Regions from separate parts of the Mus musculus genome. Here region 1 is linked to region 2. Evidence: chromatin contacts called from public ChIA-PET data. All regions are on one chromosome and are shown on one strand. Each heading gives the region's core, a stretch centred on a gene start, on an enhancer-like site or on the middle of the called end of the contact. The rest is flanking DNA. Distances are from core to core; before and after follow the strand shown. Region 1 has its middle 15 kb from the start of Ankdd1a. Region 2 holds the start of Parp16 (poly (ADP-ribose) polymerase family, member 16).

What was found. ChIA-PET counts read pairs in DNA pulled down with a chosen protein or histone mark.
Region 1: an RNA polymerase II ChIA-PET map of effector CD8 T cells shows a contact between it and region 2, with 7 read pairs. The contact joins the enhancer-like site here to the promoter of Parp16 in region 2. A contact is called at or near these places in 2 of 484 Hi-C or Micro-C datasets (CD4 T cells and muscle stem cells) and 4 of 115 datasets of contacts at active chromatin or transcription factors (bone marrow-derived macrophages, effector CD8 T cells, embryonic stem cells and 1 more).

What each region holds. Positions count from the first base shown.
Region 1 is chr9:65,533,076-65,537,974 of GRCm38.p6, forward strand. No RefSeq gene overlaps it. Among named protein-coding and RNA genes, the nearest start is that of Ankdd1a, 15 kb to the left of the region's middle. Within about 2 kb of position 2,361, at least 147 of the 459 cell types and tissues checked have an H3K27ac peak or open chromatin away from gene starts, as enhancers often do. A contact at or near this core is called in bone marrow-derived macrophages and effector CD8 T cells, where this site is marked.
Region 2 is chr9:65,211,639-65,216,763 of GRCm38.p6, forward strand. Parp16 (poly (ADP-ribose) polymerase family, member 16) reads left to right here and starts at 3,052. Exons shown (of 7, transcript NM_177460.4): 1 at 3,052-3,225; 2 at 3,711-3,994. The coding sequence starts at 3,821. It overlaps Gm40527 (a long non-coding RNA gene), which reads left to right. Exons shown (of 3, transcript XR_870869.2): 3 at 598-797.

The DNA.
Region 1 (4,899 bases), core at 1,111-3,610, 320 kb after region 2:
CCCAGGTCCCAGCAGAAACAGATCTCTCAGGGCAGGCTTGATCAGCTGCTTCCTGTTCAGCTTGAAGGCTGAAGCCTTTTTGCTCTTTTGCAACCAGTTTCACACATTTTTGAGCCAGCTGAGGCTATTGTACCTGGGCTGAGGCCGGGAGGTGACTCAGAGACCACTCAATAAACAGGCCGTAAAGGACACCGTGGGCCTCTGACTTAGGCAGCAGCATTTGTCTCCTTTTCAAAACCCACTAAGGCTACAGCCAGGGCAGCAAACTGAAAACGGAGGAGAACTGGAGTCAGCCTGGGCTACATGAGACTCTGGCTTAAAAAAATAAAAGCAAACAAACAAAAACCAGAAAGGCTAGATGGAGTTTCTGCTGTGTGTCAGGCACCCTTGCCGGCATTGAGATAAAGCAGAGAACAAAACCGGGTCTACTCCTTGCCCATGTGGAGGGGAGAGTTTATGTCTTGCTGCATAGCCCAGGTTATCCTCAAATTCATCTTCCTACTTCCACTTCCCAAATGAGATTACTGGCAAGCACAGAATTCACCAGAAAGATGACTTGCATTTACTGAGCTCTCTCTCTCTCTCTCTCTCTCTCTCTCTCTCTCTCTCTCTCTCTGTGTGTGTGTGTGTGTGTGTGTGTGTGTGTGTGTGAAAGTGTGTGAAAGCTATTATATGTTTGCATATAGATGTGGCTATTTGTGTATGTGGAGGTCAGAGGTCAAGCTAGGGCATCTTCCTGAGACAGGCTTTTTTTGTTGGTGTCTTTTGTCTTGCTTTGTTTTACTAAAACCACAGCTCACTGATTTAGCTAGACTGGCTGGCCAGCAGTTGCTACCCTGGAGATGAACTATGTCCAGTACACTCCCTTGCCAGCCTCCCTTGCAGCTAAGGCGCACATCCAGGCACTGCCAATCACTAGGACCACCTCAAGCTGCTGCTGGTGACTATCCAGTTTGCTTAGAGCAGTGAGAACACAGAGCCTGTGGCTTTTTCATTCACTGCTGGTGCCGCCAGCCTTGTCCCTCTAGCTCTGCAGGGAGAGGCTGAGTTTGGCACCTTAGCTAGTAAAGAACAAAGTTCTTCCCTGCCTTGCAAGAGGAGTGACTAGGGTCTGTAGGACCCACAAACAGTAGGGGGCCTGGGGGGAACGTGCTCTAGAACCTGCCAGTCTTAACCTGGGGTTCTGAGCTGGACAGGAGGTGGACACTGTGGTCTTGGAGCCCAGGCCTGGTGACTGTGTCATCATCCCTACCAGGAGCCTGAGTCCCCCAGAGCATCTTTCCTCCCAGCTCCCTCCTCCCTCTCCTTCCCACCACTGAAGGCCTGCTCCTAGCCACGTGACCTTGGCCTGGGCACCTGTAATGGCTCATCTTCGAGAGGTCTCTGGACAGAACCACATATCCCCTTTTTTAGGACTGACTAGGATACTCTAAAACCCCAGCCTCATCCCAGAGCTCTTGTGTAGTCCAGGTTAACCTTAAACTCATTATGTAGTTGAGGATGACTTCTTCAGGTATGTCCCATCATGCAACATAATCCACGGGGATTGAACCCAGGGCTTCATGCAAGCTCTGTGAGCACTCTGAGGGCTGGGCCACAGCCCCGTCCAATAACACTCATTCTTAAAGCAGTTTCCAGTGTCACCTCATCAGGGAAGTGTTACTCACAGCCACCAAGATTTCCAGAACCCCTGCTCCCTGTGCCCTGCCTGTAGGAGGCTGACAGAGTGCCACTGCTCCCATCTGCTGCTTTACCATAAAGATTAATGTACCTGGCCACAGGTTTTTTTTTTTTCATCTCTTTGTTTGTTTGTTTGTTTTTCCAGGCAGGGTTTCTCTGTGTAACTAGCTCTGGCTGTCCTGAAACTTGCTCTGTAGACCAGTCTGGCCTCAAACTCACAGAGACCCTCCTGTCTCTGCCTCCTGAGTACTGGGATTAAAGGTGTGTGCTACCGCTGTCCAGCTTCTGACCCCAGGTTCAGATCTAAACTCAGACATTTACATGCTAAGCCTCTGCAGGCAAGCCCCTATTTCTTTGGCCTCTCTTATCAGATGGATCAAAGGCAGTGTCTGGCACTGAGTGGTCACGAGTGTGCCACCCTGTGTGGTCCTCAGGGTGTGGGTGGGGGGTTATTCTTGTCAGTCTGTCCTGTTGAAGCATTAGGTTTTCCTCCAGGTTACAGGAGGACTGATGGGCATCAGCCATGGGGCTGGTGTGTGGGGACTTTTGCTAAGCTATGACAACCCAGAAGAGGCGTTGCCTCGTGTCCTGGTTTCACTTCCTCTCCTGAAGTCCATTCTCTACCATGAAATGTGATGTGGGTCAGAGGGCACAGAGTATAAACCTCAGCTGGGCATCTGGAACCAGTAAGAGCTTCAGAGCCGTTTCCATCTATGGTGTGCTTGCTCACAAAGGAGAACAACTAGGTTGCTTTATGTATATGCTTGCAGTGGTGCTCAAAGGAGGGTGTGTGTGTGTGTGTGTGTGTGTGTGTGTGTGTGTGTGTATGTGTGTGTAGCTGCTGTGGTTGTCAACTCAGAGTGAAGAACCCACACTTCCTGTTAAGAGTCAGAGAAATTGTCACAGCAGCCCTGCTCTCCCTGTGCCATGCAGGAGGTGGTGACAGGCAGGACAGCTTCCCCTGAGTGGGTTCAGGACTCCAAGTTCTTGCTCACACTCCTGCCAAGGCGCTGCATGACCTAACCTGGCCATACTTCTTTCTTTCTTTCTTTCTTTCTTTCTTTCTTTCTTTCTTTTTTTTTTTTTTTTTTTTTTGGTTTTTCGAGACAGGGTTTCTCTGTGTAGCCCTGGCTGTCCTGGAATTCACTCTGTAGACCAGGCTGGCCTCGAACTCAGAAATCCACCTGCCTCTGCCTGCCGAGTGCTGGGATTAAAGGCGCGTGCCACCTCGCCCGGCTGGCCATACTTCTCTGGAGCTCAGTTTCCACTTCTGTGCAAGCAGGAGGGCTGAGTGATGATCTCTGACTACCCCACTCCTTGGAGACTCAGGTTTGGATGCAGAACATAGCCCGAGATGGAGACACAGGCATGTTGCCTCCTCGGCCATCCTTGGAAACACCTAGACCCCTTTGGTCTAGTGGTCTGAGGAAGAGACAATCAGGGGGTTTCCAGATGGGGAGGGCTCCCTGGCAGGCAGGCTCCTACCCTCAGCAGCAACTTCCTCTCCAGTCCATCCAGATCTAGGCTCCCATCCTCAACCGGAAGAGAAACAGAAACCATTAGTGCAATAGGAAAAAGCAAGAGCCCTACCCTGACTCCCCCTATCTCTGAAGGGAGGGAGAGGAAGTGGGAGATGGCCCATTTCATAAGGCTGGCCCCTTTGTTTTACCTTTGAGAAAATCGTGTCCAGAGAGGGGCAGTGCCTTGCTCAAGGGCACCCAGCAAGTTAGCACAAGTGTCAGACTGGATCCAACCAACCCTTCAGAGAAAATGCCTTTAACCAATACAAGGTCCAGTGAGGACAAAACACAGGGACAGGAGGTGACATTGCAGCAGAGGACTTAGGGGGCACACTAGGAAGCACTTCCCCTCGGTATTGATAAACCTGGGCACAGGGGCACAGGTGCAAAGGAGCGCTCTCCTCCTGCCAGGCACACCTGTTGAGCAGGACCTCAGAAGAACACAATGGCTCTCTGTGGTTAGGAAGAGGACTAAGAGTGGCTACCAGTCGCATCTGCAGGGACAGTTGCAGGAGCCTGAGGCAGGAGGGAGGCCCCCATGGACAAGCTGTGTGTGCTCAGAATCACTGTACCCTGCCACAGATGGGGGAGCGAGGATCCCATTGTGCAGATGAAAGTGGAGGGCAGAGAGTCTGAGCACCATTCCCAAGGTCACACAGTCTCTCCACTCATTTCCCAAAACATGGACCACAAGGGGAGTTTTAAAACATGGCCCATAGGTGCACAAAATCCTCACAACCCTAGCACTAAGGAAGTAGGGCCAGGCAGATCTCTGTGAGTTCCAGGCCAGCCTGGTCTACACAGATTTCAGGCCAGCCAGAGCTACATAGTTTGACCTTGTTTCAAAACGAAACAAACAAATGTGGACCATGAAACAAGTATGGTGGCTCATACCTGTAACCCTAGACTTAGAGAAGTAGAGACAGGACAATCAGAGACGCAAGGGCAGCCTCAACTAAATAGTGAGTTCAGGGCTAGCCTTGACTACATGGAACTCTGTTTCAAAGATATACATATGATCCACAATGCAAGTTTGTGGGTGAACCATGCATTAATCCAAACATTGGTCAGAAAAACAAAATCAGCTCACCGACAAATGATTTACAGATGGGGTTATAGGCTATGATTTTTTTTAAAGACTCGGGATGTGTGCACTTGTGTGTGCACAAGGACTTATGTGTGTAGGTCAGCGGACAGCTTGTGGGAGTTGGTTGTATCCTTCCACCTCGTGTGGGTCTCGAGATCAAACTCTGATTGTTAGGCATGGCAGCAAGGACCTTCATCCCAATAAGCTCTTGTCTACCCAAATTTTGTTTTGGGGACAAAGGATCTCGTGTAGCTGAGGCTAGCCTTGAACTCCTTATTCTCCTAACTCTAATTTCTCAGAGTGCTGAGAGTTCATGTGTGTCATGTGCCACCCTGGATGGTCCTTTATTATTTTTATTTATTATTATTAGTATTATCATTAATTTAGTCATCATTATCATCATTTTAAAGAGTTTCATTGCGTAGCCCAAGCTGGTTTTGAACTTCCCACAGTCCTGTTGAGGCTTAGGGATCACGGGAATGTGCACTGTGTCCCACTTAGGTTATTTCAAAGGGCTTGCTGTAAGGGAAAATACTAAATGAATAATCATTTAGGGAGCAAAACATCCGGAAAATGATGAACAAGTGGCCGAGGCCCCACAGTGGCGCTAAG
Region 2 (5,125 bases), core at 1,802-4,301:
TGTAACTAGGGTTACAGGTAGTTAGGAGCCACTGTATGCTAGAGCCTGTTCCTCTGCAAGAATAGCCAGTGCTTGTAACCACCTGAGTCATCTGGTGGAAATCTTGAAAGCAGCATGAGAAAAACAAACCTGTCACTAGGCAACCTGAGTAAAATTTACTGCTGACCCTTCAGCGGAAACAATGAAGAAAGCAGAGCAGAGGGGTGACATATTCACAGCTCCAAGGGGGGAAAATCAGCAACAGAATACAGATCAGTAAGCCTTTCAAAGGATCAACAGCTGGAATACACTTTCCAAGACATCCTAAGTGGTCTGGGATGTGGCTTAGAAGTAGACTTCAGCCAGAGGAAACCCTGGGTCCACTCCCCAGCCCTCCTAGAGAAAGCAGTGTTGAGTGCTGAAGTGTAGATATACAGCGGTCAGCATGAACGTACAGGTGTGGGGTAGTTCTGGGCTGGCCTCAGAAATGTCTACCAGTGGTAACTCAAGTTCATAAAAATGAACTAGAACCAGAAATGATAAGATGAACATAACAAAACTGTAAGTATATACTCACTGTTGTTCTCTCTCTGATTCATTGGTATTTTTTATTTTTAGAAGAACTGTAAGGACTGGAGAGATGGCTCAGTGGTTAAGAGCACTGACTTCTCTTCCAGGGGTCCTGAGTTCAATTCCCAGCAACCACATAGTGGCTCACAACCATCTCTAATGGAATCAGATGCCCTCCTCTGGTATGTCTGAAGATAGCAGCAGTGTACTCACATACATTAAATAAATAAATATTAAAAAGAAAAAAACTGTAAAGCCCTTTCTGTTTTCTTACGTGTATGGGTGTTTTGCCTATACGTATGATCAAGTACCACATGCATGCCTCGTGCCTGAAGATACAAGAAGACAGCATTAGATTGTCTGGGACAGCAGTTACAGAGGGTTGTGAGCTGCCAAGGGGGTGCTGGGAATTGAACCTAGATCCTCTGGGAGAGCAGCCACTAACGACTGAACCATATCCCCTAACCTAACCACATCTCCAGCTCCTTTATTTTTAATTATGTGTCTCCACAGAGCTAACATGTACTCCACATGTGAGGGCACTGCCCATGGAGGACAGAGGTGTTAGAGTCCATGGAAGTGGAGCCACTGGCTGTTGTAAGCCTCCAGATGTGGGTGCTGGGAACTGAGTTCAGGTCTTCTGGAAGATCAGGAAGCTTTTTAAATCACTGAGCCATCTCTCTGGTCCTTCATTCATTTTTTTAAAGATTTATTTATGTTTGTGAGTACACTGTAGCTGTCTTCAGACACACCAGAACAGGGCATTGGATCCTATTACAGATGGTTGTGAGCCACCATGTGGTTGCTGGGAGTTGAACTCAGGACCTCTGGAAGAAGAGTCAGTGGGTTTTTTTTTTTTGTTTTTGTTTTTGTTTTTTAAACGGTATTTTTTTTTAATTAGGTATTTTCCTCATTTATGAGTCAGTGTTCTTAACCACTGAGCCATCATCTCTCCATCTCATTAATATTCTTTAAAAGTACATTTATTATACTTATGTGGCAGGAGAGGTGGTGAGAAGGTTTTCTCAGAGTGAGGGTCATGCGATATGCCTCAGACATGCAGCAGGTACCTTAGGGTTCCAGATGCTCCATGGGGCCCTAGGGGCCCCAGGACTTGGGGTGCTGGAGGGGTTTTATTTGAGGTCATAGGCTCTCAGACATTTTGGTGATTCCAAATCAGCCCAGGCCTTACAACAACCATTACCATTTGGACTCCTGGGGGTGGTTTGCATCATTGTTTGGCCTGGGAAGCTCTCTAGGGTCTGAGAATATAGTTCTGCCTGTCTTCCCTCCCGAAGTCTGAGGAGCACAGGGCCAGGTCCCATTCGGATGCCCAAGAAGGGGGTGATTTCTCAGAGAGCAGAGCCAGTGTGTGTGTATGTTTATTTATCTAATTAATGGTTGTTTTTGTTTTTGTTTTTGTAAAGTTTTGTTTTGGGGTTTGTTTTTGTTTTTTTTGAGACAGGGTTTCTCTGTGTAGCCCTTGCTGTCCTGGGATTTGATCTGTAGACCAGGCTGGACTTGAACTCAGAGATATGCCTGCCTTTGCTTCTGGTGTGCTGGGACTAAAGGCGTGAGCCACCACCTCTCAGCACGTGTGGGGTCTTTAAAGGGGACTTTTAGTCTAACAATTCAGCACTGGTCTTAGATTTCTATGTGACCAGAAGGCCAAGTGCTTTTTTTCTAGTGAGGTCTTGAAGAAGAAGAGGTAAAGGGAATCTGTTCTTACATTTTTTATTTTATTTTATTTATTTATTTTGGTTTTTCAAGACAGGGTTTCTCTGTATAGTCCTGGCTGTCCTGGAACTCACTTTGTAGACCAGGCTGGCCTCGAACTCAGAAATCCTCCTGCCTTTATTTTAATTTTTTAATGTATTTATTTTATGTATGTGAGTACACTGTAGCTGTACAGATGGTTGTGAGCCTTCATGTGGCTGTTGGGAATTGAATTTTTATTTAGGACCACTGCTTGCTCTGGTCAACCCTGCTCGCTCAGTCCCTGCTTGTTCCGGCCCAAAGATTTATTTATTATACATAAGTGCACTGTAGCTGTCTTCAAACGAATTAGAAGAGGGAGTCAGATCTCATTACCAGTGGTTGTGAACCACCATGTGGTTGCTGGGATTTGAACTCAGGACATTCAGAAGAGCAGTCAGTGCTCTTACCCGCTGAGCCATCTCACCAGCCCTACATTTATTTATTTTGTGTATACGTTCACATGTGGGCACACTTGAGCCTTGGTGCAGGTGTGGAAGTCATAGGACAAATTGCTAGAGTCACTTAGCTCCTAACATATGGGATCCTGGGATAGAACTCAGGTCGTGAGGACGGACAGCAAGTGCCTTTACTCGACCAGTTGCTGAGTCATCTTGGGGTCCGGTCTTTTCCCTTCGGCAGGGTTAGGTCATTGTTCTCCCAGTGCCTGTTTTCCCGACTTCCTGTTAGAGGCCTTCGAAGGAGGAGGATCCTGGGAAATCTGAGGTCAGACATTTGAGCAATTCAGAGAATTGCGGAGGCTGTAAGGTAGAGAGGAAGGTCTTTGGGTCGGCTACAGTGTCTTGAGAAAGTATTGTGTCACTCCGACCTTCAGTTTTCCCTGGGTATCAAGTGGCTTCTTGTGTGCAACGTGTCAGCTCCAGAGGAAACCGATTTATTCAACAGGTGGCAATTCCCAAGGTGAGCGAGGCTGGCTCAACCCGTGGAGCCAGGACAAAGACAATTCCCCGGGGCGGGTCCCGGGGCGGTTTCCACTTGGGGCGGTGGCGAGGATGACTAGCAGCCGCATTGGGCACCTTTGCCCAGCACCCGGGGCAGCTGGGATCCTCCGGGACCTGTGGGCGGGCGCGAGCTGAGCAAGGGCGCGGGAAGGGGCGGGCCTGGGCCGGGTGGGCGGAGCGGCGTGAGAGCGGCGGGCGGGGAGGTAGGCGGTGGCTGCTGGCAGTGTGGGGCGGCCAGGACTGATCGGCCGGGTCCCCGGGGTACTACCCACGCCGGGTGCAATAGCGACAACTCCATACCGGGGACTCCGGGACTGGCGGGACCCGAGAGGCGACTCTCCCAGATCCCGTGTTTCCCCGCACTGAGCGACCGTGCCCAGTGTCCTGCAGAGGACGCTCGCCGGCGCGTTCTCACCAATGTCAATTTGTCACCCCTTTGCCTAGCTCCACCCCCCGGGCTGGAAAACCTGGCAGCAGACGGTCTACGGTCCCCCGGGCCCAGGCCCCGCGCTGCCCCTCCTTGTCTCCTCCCGGCCACGCGCTACGAGCCCGGGATGCAGCTCTCCAACAGGGCAGCAGCCAGGGAGGCAGCGAGCCGCGACGTGCTGGCTGCGGACCTCCGCTGCAGCCTCTTCGCCTCGGCGCTGCAGAGCTACAAGCGGGACTCGGTGCTGCGGCCCTTCCCCGCCTCCTACGCCCGCCACGACTGTAAGGACTTCGAGGCCCTGGTGAGTCCGTCCTGATCCACCGTTGCTCGCTGCATCCTGGGCCAAGTGGCCCTGTGGAACGGCAGGCAGGAGCAGCTCCACCCGTGTTAGAAAACACGCCAATTCCCTGGACTTCCCACCCAGCCTGGCCTTGGGGAAGGTTCCCATCAGCAAGAACACTCCTAAACACCCTCGTGCAGACACACTGCCAGGTCATTCGGTGGCTGCTTCCTTTTGTCAGTGACTTAATCCCAGGAGTGATGGAATAGCTACATAGTCCTCCACAAAACGCTCTAGTGTGGCCCTAAAGGGGCGTTGATCTGAACCAGCTGTTCTGCCTAGATAAGAAGTTGTCCCTCCCTCTGCAACTAGTTAGACTTTGCCCTTCAGATGAAGTTACATATTAACAGTACTTATATAAACTGCCACGCAGTGCACATAGGCGTTGTTACTTTCTGATGATTTATAATTCGGAGTGCTGGGATGGATTACAGGTTTCAGCACTTCGCATGACCCATACATAAATCATATAATTTCTTTAAGAGTTAGGGTATTCCAGATGTCAGTTATCATTGTAATCCAAATATTTGGAATTATCTGGAAAGATATAGCTTGCCAAAATTGACTCAGTGAAGAAAATAGAAAGTCTCCAGTAGTGGTGGTGTACACCCACAATCTCAGCTCTCAGAAGGATGAGGCCGGAGCACAAATTTGAGGCTAGCCTGGGCTATAAAAAGAAACAAGCAAACAAACCTTTGCGCCTACCTGCGTCAGTGGCAAGTTCTATTTCAAATACAGGAGTAATACATGATTACAGTTTCATAGAAATTCTTCCAAAATACTGAAAATGTAGTTAGATATGGTGGTAGACAAACATCTGTAATCCCAGCCCCTGGAAGGTGGAATCATTCAATTAATAGTTCAAGGTCAGCCTCAGCAATAAATCGAGTTTCTGTACAGCCTGGATTACATAAAACTATCTTGAGCAAAACAAGAAAGCAGGAAAGAAAAAGAGTTTGGAATATCCTTGGTATTAAATCTGATAAAGATAATACAAGGAAAGGAAATTATTGAGCAATTCCATCCCCGAGTATAAATGCAAAAATCCAGGGCTTGGGTGATGGCTCAGAAGTTATGAGCACTGGCTGCCCT